2 separate regions of the Triticum aestivum genome follow, and region 1 is linked to region 2. Evidence: chromatin contacts called from public Hi-C data. All regions are on one chromosome and are shown on one strand. Each heading gives the region's core, a stretch centred on a gene start, on an enhancer-like site or on the middle of the called end of the contact. The rest is flanking DNA. Distances are from core to core; before and after follow the strand shown.

What was found. Hi-C and Micro-C count contacts between places; a contact is called where the count stands out from the background.
Region 1: a contact with region 2 is called in a Hi-C map of leaf, with 4 times the contacts expected there. The contact joins the promoter of LOC123097991 here to the promoter of LOC123097988 in region 2. A contact is called at or near these places in 2 of 5 Hi-C or Micro-C datasets (both in leaf).

What each region holds. Positions count from the first base shown.
Region 1 is chr4D:372,157,198-372,162,351 of IWGSC CS RefSeq v2.1, forward strand. It overlaps LOC123097991 (phosphatidylinositol 4-phosphate 5-kinase 2), which reads right to left and starts at 1,469. Exons shown (of 8, transcript XM_044519859.1): 1 at 787-1,469; 2 at 485-652; 3 at 181-346. The coding sequence starts at 1,202.
Region 2 is chr4D:371,759,061-371,763,611 of IWGSC CS RefSeq v2.1, forward strand. LOC123097988 (mitogen-activated protein kinase kinase kinase 1) reads left to right here and starts at 1,439. Exons shown (of 9, transcript XR_006447610.1): 1 at 1,439-2,714; 2 at 3,350-3,434; 3 at 3,563-3,625; 4 at 3,758-3,915; 5 at 4,102-4,177; 6 at 4,286-4,345.

The DNA of each region.
Region 1 (5,154 bases), core at 219-2,718, 400 kb after region 2:
TGTTGCACCCAAATTATTTAAGAAACATGAATGACTCAACGTGTATTTTGAAGGCACATTACAATGTGATACTGCTGCCAGATGATAACTCACTTGTCCAAACTTCATTTCGATGGATACACGTCCCTCTGCCTTATTATATCAAAGCAGAATAACTGAATAAGAAAATCGCTCACTGACCTTCACTTCAGCCTTCTTCACGGTTTTAATCATGAACCGATCATCCTGGGTGATGAAGAAGCAGCTCCCGCTCTTCCCGGGGGACGCCAGCTCCCGGAGCGTGTCGTTGCCACAGATTGCAAGCATGTAGTCCGCAGGGTCAACCCCAAACAATTTCCTCAGGTGCCTGAAGGCATCACCCAACAGTAGTCAATACACCACTCATGCACAAGAACCACATCCCCCACGATCCTGTCATATTCCTAACAGATCCAACACATGGCAATTCAACTCGAGGCCAAGAACAGCAAGCAAGGCAGTACACCTGAAGACGGCAGGGCAGTAGTCCTTCCACCGGAAATCGATTGAGTGATGCGGCGGCGTGAGCTTGGAGCCTTCCGGCGGGAACCGCGTCCAGACCTTCTCCCGCGGGTCGAAGTCCGATGCCAAGAGCTTCTTGAACGGCAGCGCCGACGACTTCCCCACCGAGTAACTGCACCATAAGTAAGTCCATGCCAACAATCAATGTTACAAAGTGTATGGAGGAGTAGGAAAAATGAGGTTAAAACAAAAGTAGTAGCAGTAGTAGGGAAAATGCGGCAGGGGGCGGGCGTTAATTGGCATTGCCTTATGCCGAGCTGCAGGTTGAGCATGAGGCCGTAGCTCCGGTGGCCCTTGCGGATGGCCTTCCCGGGCCTCCTGGCCTCCTGCTGCTCCTCCTCCTCCTCCAGCACCCTCTGCGGCCTCGGCGGCGGCGGGGTCATCGTCCGGAAGAAGGGGGCCGGCGGCTGCATCGTCATCCTGGCGCTGCAGCTGCGGCGGAAGGGCGCGGCGACGATGTCGCAGGTGATGTCGCCGGCCTCGCCGTCGCACTCCCAGATGCATATCCGCGGCGCCGGGGACTTGCCGTCCACGGAGAGGCGCTTGCGCAGCGGCACGTAGAAGGGCAGCGCCTCGGCGCCGGCGTCGCCGTGCCAGCGGGGGAGCTGGCCGTGGCGGCAGCAGTCTCCCTGCGGCGAGGCGGCGGCGGCTTGCGGCGGCATGATCGGCTCGCTCCTCGATTCCAAGGTCTAGCTGGCGGTGGGCAGATCGAGTCCTCCTATACTACTATAGTTGTGGTAGTACGAGGTATCTCATTTGAGGGAAGGGGTTGAGATGGGACGAGGGGAGTTGGGGTCGGCGTGATAGGCGGAGGAGCCGAAGGAAGGAAGGGGGAGGCCGTGGGACGGTTTTACTTTAGCTTTTTCTTGTTGCTTTTGTAGGCGTCGGCTTTGGCACAGGAAGCGATGTCAGGCGGACTAGCGGAGTGAGCAGCGGGAGCATGGATGACTAGCAGTCGCGGAGCCGCAACTTAAAAAGCGCTCCCGCTCGGTCGCGCGCCACGTGAGTCGTCTCGCCCGCATGGTGCCTCGGATACATTTTTCGTTAGCTCCATGCGTGTAAACAAAAATCAAAGAAGAAGAAAATGCAATTCGTCGGTGGGAAGTTAAAAAATATGGACCGCACTAGCCAGAGAACGTTTGTTGGAAACATTTTTGAATGTTTTGTCCCGGTGTTTTCTTGATAGACCATGACAGTTCTTCCGAGACGCATGATAGCTTTTGGAAAGAAGGAAAGTTTGCGAAAAAATGGACAGAATTTGCCATCTCCTATACCATCTAAAAATGCCTTTAAAAGTCCACTTGACACCCCTTCCCAGAGAATGTTCGCCAGGTGGTATTTTCGTAAAAATATTTTTATAATTTTTGCTAACGATGTTATGCTGTGACAAGAACGAAGAAAATGGAGTCCTGTCGATTAGAGCAACTTGTTGCAGAGCGGGAAATGAAGAAGGATTCAAACCTCGAAACAGGCTCAGGCTCGCGCCCCGCTTTATAGAGAAAGCAACAACCAAAGTACACGGCCGAACGATACAAAGTGGAGAGATAGCCCTCTTACAAAGCAGATCCTGGGATCTCGGTACTACACAGAGACTATGCTACCAAAGAAGAACAAGGGGAGGTCAACGTCAAGCCACGCCCTAGCACACCTAGGCTCCGTGACAACGCCCTCAGGAGGGAGAATGGCGCAGAGCATCGCCGCAGCCGAGTCCAGAATGGATAAGGTCTTCACCCGGAGCCCGGACATAGAGACGAGAACCACAATGACGTCTTCAGGAAGATAGCGGCGCCCGCAAGTGTCGCCATGCCAAAGCGCAGAGCTTTCGCTCGGCAACTCATCCATGTCACACGGAGGTACCCAGGACATACGCGACGTGTTCCGACTCCCAGATCCGGATTCGGGCACCGCCAACAATGACGTGCCCGAGCCATCAGCCGCTAGACCTCTTGCTGCCCACACGACCAAGAAGAAAAGCCACCACCACCGCCACGAGGCCCGCCGGAGAGCCAAACATGGGACCGCCGTCCGGGGTCGCCGTCCCGGCATCCCTGGCCCAAGACCCCGCCACCCATCCACCACACGGCACACCAACCCCGGCAGGTAGGGTACAAGGCCGTCCTTCCACACCTAGCTCGGCATCAGTCCCCGGATCTAGGTCAGCACCTCCACCGTAGAAGGCGCCGACGCCTGTATCCCCAGCCAGTCCTGGTGGACCTGGGGACACGACCGAAGGACTGCCAACGGCTGCCGCCAAGCCGATCTTGCACAACGCCAAATCCGAGAGCATCGGTGCCACACGGCATGATGAGTACGCAGTGTCAGGACCACCACCACAGCACACCGCACCCGCGAGGACAACACTCACTGGTACATCCCGGGCCGAGCCCAAACCTCACCTACCCGGAGAAGACCCCGATCCGCCTCGGTCCCAAATCTGGCCCGCACGAGCACAAACCCTAGTCAGGGGGCCGCCCCGCGCCACCAACCAGACCACGGATGCTGCACCGTCGGATCTGGACCAGCCCGCACTGCCGTCCACACCCACTATGACCAAAGAGAGGACCACCCGCAAGTAGGACCCGCCGTCGCCAGTCGGCCGGGCGATGACCTCCAACCCACGCCGCTGCACCCCGTGTCGCCTGACGACCAGATCCGGCCATCGTAGCCCAGGCATGCCCCGCCATCGTTGATGCCCGCCACGCAACACAAGCCAGCGCGGCGCCGCTATCACCGCGCGCAGCCACCACGCCCGCTCGCCGTTGCGCCCACCGTCGTGCCACACTCCAGCTCGAGGGAGCACGCCTCCGGTGCCTCCGTCGCGTGGGAGGACGCTAGGGCCCCGCCGCGGCGGCACCGGTCGGGCTTTTCCCGGCCATGCCCTGTGGTGGCGGTGAACCAGGGGAGAGGATGAGGGGGAGCTTGCGCGGAGGATATGGTCGCCCTCTCGGTCGCCTCACGGAGGCGACGCGAGGGGGGCGGTGAAGAGATATCTTTTTTGATGAACTTCCCTTATGTTTCTGTCAAGAAGGATTCAAACGGCAGGCTCATCCACAAGTCTCGCCTGCTGGCTTGACTAGCTAGAATGGTCTATGGTCCGTACTAGCTCTTAATTACTTAGTTGGGGTGTGTGTGTTGGACAGGAGGAACAGAACGGCTGGAGGCCGTGACTTGGCATGGGTGCCATCTGAGGCGTGTGTGTGTGTGAGAAAGCTTATCCCCTTCCTCCTCTCCAATTGAATTGTAGCTCGAATTTGTTGTTGAACTCCATGAATTTGTAGATCGAGGTAGATAGATCTTACAATCTGGCACCAGAGCCATTCGTTCGCAAAAAATTCCCCGCCTCCTCCGTCACACCCACTTCGCAGACCAAAAGCGCGCGGCGGTGATGGCACAAATTCCACCGGAGACTAGGGTGATCTATGAGATGATGCGTGCCGACTTTGATCTGGCTCTCAACAAGAGCCTCCGCGACCACACCGATTCCACCACGCAAGCTATCTTGAAGCTTGACGCCAAACTAGAGCAACTATCTGGTCGGATCGATGAGGTCAAACTGTCCATTGGGGTCGATTTGGACGAGCTCCGTAGCGGTTTAGATTGCGCCTCGGCTCCCGTTGATTCAGGCAAGGGCACCTCGACTACTTCTCCAAGCGCATCTGGAGGTGTTTCTTCTGGTTCTGAAGGATTTCGTTCTGACAACAAGCACAAGAGTTTAGGTCAGCGGCTCTATGTTCCTCCACCTGCTCGAGGTATGCAGATTGACCTACCATCTCCTCGTGTGCCACTCAGTTCCATTGAGAATCTTCATCAGAGTTCTTCCGATGTGTTTGGATCGGGCCCTCGAATTGAACTCCCACAATTTGATGGATCATATCCTAAGCTCTGGAGTCTAGGTGTGAACATTATTCCAGGCTATAGAGTACACCTTCATCTATGTGGATTTCATATGCTACCTCTCTGTCCGCAGGGGATGCCGCTCGTTGGCTCGAATCAGTTCACAGGCGTGTGCCACAGATTAGTTGGGAAGAATTTTGTCGCTTGTATCAGTCTCGTTTTGGTCGCGATTTGCATCAAACGATTCTGCATAAATTTTCAAACATCTGCCAAACTAGTACAGTAGAAGATTATGTGGAACGCTTTTCATATCTCTATGATGAGCTAGCGGCATATGAAGAATTTTCCAATACAATTCACTACGTGACCAGATTTATGGAAGGATTAAAACCTCCAATACGCCTTGCAATGAGTATTCAGCAACCAACATACTTGGATACAGCTTACCAGTTGGCCATTTTGCATGAAGAACTGGGGTTTGGCAGTGGTTCTAGCTCCTCTCTGGCTCCCTCACGTCGAACTATTGCTCTACCACTTCCTCCCCCACCAATTCCTGCACCTATCAACAGGGTGTCTGATGGGCGCCATGTTACTGAACCTGTCAGACAATCGAACTCCGAGGACAAGTGGGGAGCATTGTGTGCGTACTGTAATGTTGGAATATGCCCTAGAGGCAATAATGAATTGGTTATTATCATATTTCCTTGTTCGTGATAAAGGTTTATTATTCATGCTAGAATTGTATTGACCGGAAACTTAAATACAAGTGTGAATGCATAA
Region 2 (4,551 bases), core at 189-2,688:
CTGCCGCGGCGTGTCAAGGAGGAGCGCCGCTCGCGGCCGCCCTGCCCAAGGCGCGTTGGCACATTCTGCACTACATCCATAGCGGCGACTCCTCATCATCGTCCCGGAGCGCTATGACGGCGCAGGAGTACGCTGATCGGGAGCAGCGCCAGCGGGGCAGCCGCAACATTGGGCGCCGATCCAAGTTCACGGACTCGGACGTCCCGTCGCCACACATCGCGGCGGACCCGGACCTGGCATACGCCTGGGCCCTGGACCGATTCGTGACGACGTCGGAGACGGCCAAGCGCCATTTCCGCTGCCCTGACGGGGAGATGGGCAGGTACGGTGAGGAATGGTCCCTCCCCAAGATCGCCACCGCTGCCAAGGGCAATGCCTCCAACGACCGCGCCCTCTCCCACAGCCCACGTCCTCGGTGGCCGTGTCCGCACTGCGCATTGTGCAAGAGAGGGCGGAGAGGATCATCCGAGCGTCAGGCGGCCGCCGAGAAGCCCTGCCGCGATGTCTCCACCTTCCGCCGCCCCAAACCCGACGACGACTCCGATGCCGGGTCGCGCAACGATGACGGAGAAGGAGTCGCCGGCCAGCACGGCATGACCTACGAGGTCACCGTGAAGTATAGGATAGTTTAGGGTTTTTAGTTCACCGAACGAAATATCGTCCGGTTTTATGTACAAAATTATCCTACTTTCAACGAAATCCGCCGTGTTTATATCAAAATTCGTCCGGTTTGATCAAATTTCGCCCGGTTGGTTCGAGTTGTTGTGAAAATATATGCGGCTACGGTTGGATGACTGTCTCCCACATCCGTGTCTGCGGACTGATCCCCTGCCCGCGGATGGATGAGGAAGGAAATTTGCGGGTTACCATTAAAGATGCCCGTAGTTTTTGTCCGCATTTACGTAAACCTCAACCTCATCTAGGCGTGTCGTGCAGAGTCAACAGTGAATCAAAGAATGTGTATGGGTGTCATTTATGCTTTCGGTGTCGTCATTGAGCCATCAGCCATGCACATGAGCTTTCATATTAATTAAAGAGTGCCGCACTTTGCAGTGGCAGAGAGCCCGAAAGATACACGCGAGGGTCGTTCGATTTCGTGACACCAGACAATTTATCGTATGTTTCTTGGGACATGATGCTGCCTGCGTGATTAGCCATGCACTCGACATGGGTTCATTTTATATATCTCAAACAAAGATAGTAGAAGTACGCTGGTTACCGTGTGCTGACTTGGCAAGAGCAGCAAGCAGGCACACACGCCAACCCGACGACGGTTCAGCCCAGGGTCACACGTCCGCCCACACGCCAGCATCGCACCCATTCCATCCCATTCCAAAGTAACCGCCTTGCTCCCCGGCGACCAAAAGGCGCTTCCGCCCCGCTGCCAGCCGGCCAGCCGGCGACTGCGGCGAAGCTCCGCGCCGCGAGTGCCCTCGCGACCCACCCCACGGCCACCGGGCGCCACCACAAAGCCGAAAGGCGCGAGTCAATGCGACAACGCACCCGTCTCCCCTCCCACTCCCACCTCGCCCACCAAAAAAACCCAACCTCGCGGCCGAAAAAAATATCCGCACCTCGCTCGCCTTGCCGTCTCCTCTCCTGCCCCACTCCCAAAGCCAGCCAGAGAGCCCTCATCTCCTCCCCTCCTCGCCTTTCCCCCCTTCCTCCCGCCCGTCCTGGAGCGCCGCCGCACCCCATGAGCAGGCGCCGCTGATGGGCCGGCCGTCCCAGGACACCGCGTCGTCCACCTCGCCGTCCGGCTCGTGCCGCTCGTCCAAGCGCGGCCCGCGGCTCGACCGCCGCAACGCGTCCAAGAACATCGGCTACGAGTACGACCCCGCCAAGCTCTTCTGCAGCTACCCGCCGTCCCCGTCCCGGGCCTCCTCGGCCTCGGCCTCCGCCGCGCCCTCGCTCGCCAGCTCCGCCGCCTGCTCCGTCGACCTCAGCAGCTTCCGCATCGGCGGCAGCGGCGACGGCGGCGGCGACGTCCAGCTCCTCTGCCGCAACCTCGGCCTCTCCGGCCCCGAGGACTTTGCCATCTCCCTCACCGACTGGGAGGCGCACAAGGCCTTCCGCTCCTCCGCCTCCAGCTCCCCTTCCGCGCGCTCGCAGCCCGACCGCGCCGTTCGGGAGTCCCCGCTCCGCCACGAGGCCGCCGAGGACCCGGCCTTGCCCGCGGCCGCTGATTTCGAGCTCCCTGCCAAGGAAACTGCCAGGGACGCGCCGGTTGAGGCGCCAGTGCGGCCGGCATGGTTGGATCCGCCAGAGCCAGCCCGTCCCGATGTGAGGAAACCAGGCTGCGATGGAGGGATTAAGGGCGTGCGCCCTCCGCCGGTGATGCTCAAGCCACCGCCGTCGATGGCGCTGCCGCCCGCCGCCCAGGTTGGTTCCACGTGGGATCTCCTGCTGTCTTTCGCGCCAGAGGAGCAAGGGCAACCACAGGCAATCAGATCTGTTCCTGATTTTGGAGACCCGGATGCCGAGGAGGACGAGGATGCGGCGGAAGTGTTGACGTTGGAAGATCTCAGGCTGGGGGAGAGCTCCGAGGAATTCACAGGCACGTCCTCGATATCCACGACAAACGACGATGAGACAACCGAGTCTATGTTCTACATCTCGCCCAACGGGAGGTTTAAGAGGAAGATCCGGTCGTGGAGTCGAGGTGTGCTCTTGGGGAGTGGCTCCTTTGGGACGGTCTATGAGGGGATCAGCGAGTAAGTTCTCTTCACTTTTCAGGGGAAAATTAGTTCCTTATATGCTGGTTGTTAACGTTATGCTTAAGCTTAAGAGCTCAACTTGCTATGTTCGTTCCAAGATAACCTAGGGCTAGGGTATATCCAGAAGCCTTGATCAACCTGAGTTGTGTAGAGTGATCCTCTGTATTGTGTAGCAAAATACAGATGCCTAGCCTAGTACTTCCTCCGTCCCAAAATGAGCGTCTCAACTTTGTACTAAAGTTAGTACAAAGTTATACTAGGGTTAAGACACTTATTTTGGGACGGAGGGAGTAGTAAATAGTAATTGAATCATCTTCATGGTTTCATCTTCAACATAATCCTGAGTTGTGGTCAACTAGAATTAGCTAGAGTCAGAGTGCTACCCAGTTCCGAACCAAGTTCTCTAGAATACAGGGGAATATGATAATTTGTTGTGCCAAAATATTGCACTGCATCAGTTCCTGTTCTGAATTATGTGGTATTCGTAATAAAATGGATATTCAGCTTCCGGACATGAAGGACTGCAGCATCTATTGTTCCTTTATTAGGCTGCTCTTATGTTTTTCTGTTATAAGTCTCCTACATGCTGTTCTACTTCTGCATCTTATGGTATAATGATTGATGCTTCACAGCGAGGGTGTCTTTTTTGCTGTCAAAGAAGTGTCCTTACATGATCAAGGGAGCAACGCACAGCAGTGTATTTTCCAACTTGAGCAGGTTGGTTTAGCTGGTTGTTTGTGTTATTGATAATATCGGAGACCTTGTCTTTTACGACTTCTTTCCTTCTATGTTCAATGGTGTATTCTGTAATTTGGCCTCTTATTAACTTCCATTCTACTTTTCAGGAAATTGCACTCTTGAGTCAGTTTGAACATGAGAATATAGTACACTACTTCGGAACTGACAAAGTAAGCTCCGTGATCTTCCAGTTGTGCATTACTTTTTTCCATTGCTGAAGCACTGTTGTGCTCTATACTCATAGATTTCTCTGTACTTTATTCATCTGAGACTGATAATCATCATTTGTATGACTGTTCCAGGAGGACTCGAAACTATACATCTTCCTTGAACTAGTGACCCAAGGATCTCTTGTATCTTTGTATCAGAAGTACCGCCTACGAGATACTCATGTTTCGGCATACACAAGACAAATACTTAATGGATTGAATTACCTCCATGAGAGGAATATTGTTCATAGGTAATATGATTACATCAGTTCATGTACCAATGATATTGGGTTTTTGGTTTACCATGGTGTAAGATTAGCTAGATCACTGGTTTTTGTCTTGCCTTCTGAATAAATATCACCTGACCCAAATTGACAAGTCTTTAGGGCATTATGTAATGTTTTCATGTACTTATAGTTTAGAATATCATCTTGCAGAGATATTAAATGTGCCAACATACTGGTGCATGCGAATGGATCTGTGAAGCTTGCGGACTTTGGACTTGCTAAGCAGGTCCGCTACTTTCTTGTAAAACCTGCATAATTTTGAGTTTGAACTTCGAATGTAGTTATCCATGCACTAACTTTGTGATTTAACGTTGCTTTATCAATTGTCTTTCAGACCTCCAAACTCAATGTGCTAAAATCATGCAAAGGAACTGTATATTGGATGGCACCTGAGGTATATCACCACACTCTTAAGATCAGATTACCATAGTCTCGAATTCGCTTGTTTATTTTTACCCTTTTCCTTCAGTAATTCGTTGAGAATAATCAATTAGCAAGTACTCCCTCCGTAAACTAATATAAGAGCGTTTAGATCACTATTTTAGTAATCTAAACGCTCTTATATTTGTTTACAGAGGGAGTAGTAGTATAATCCTGAGG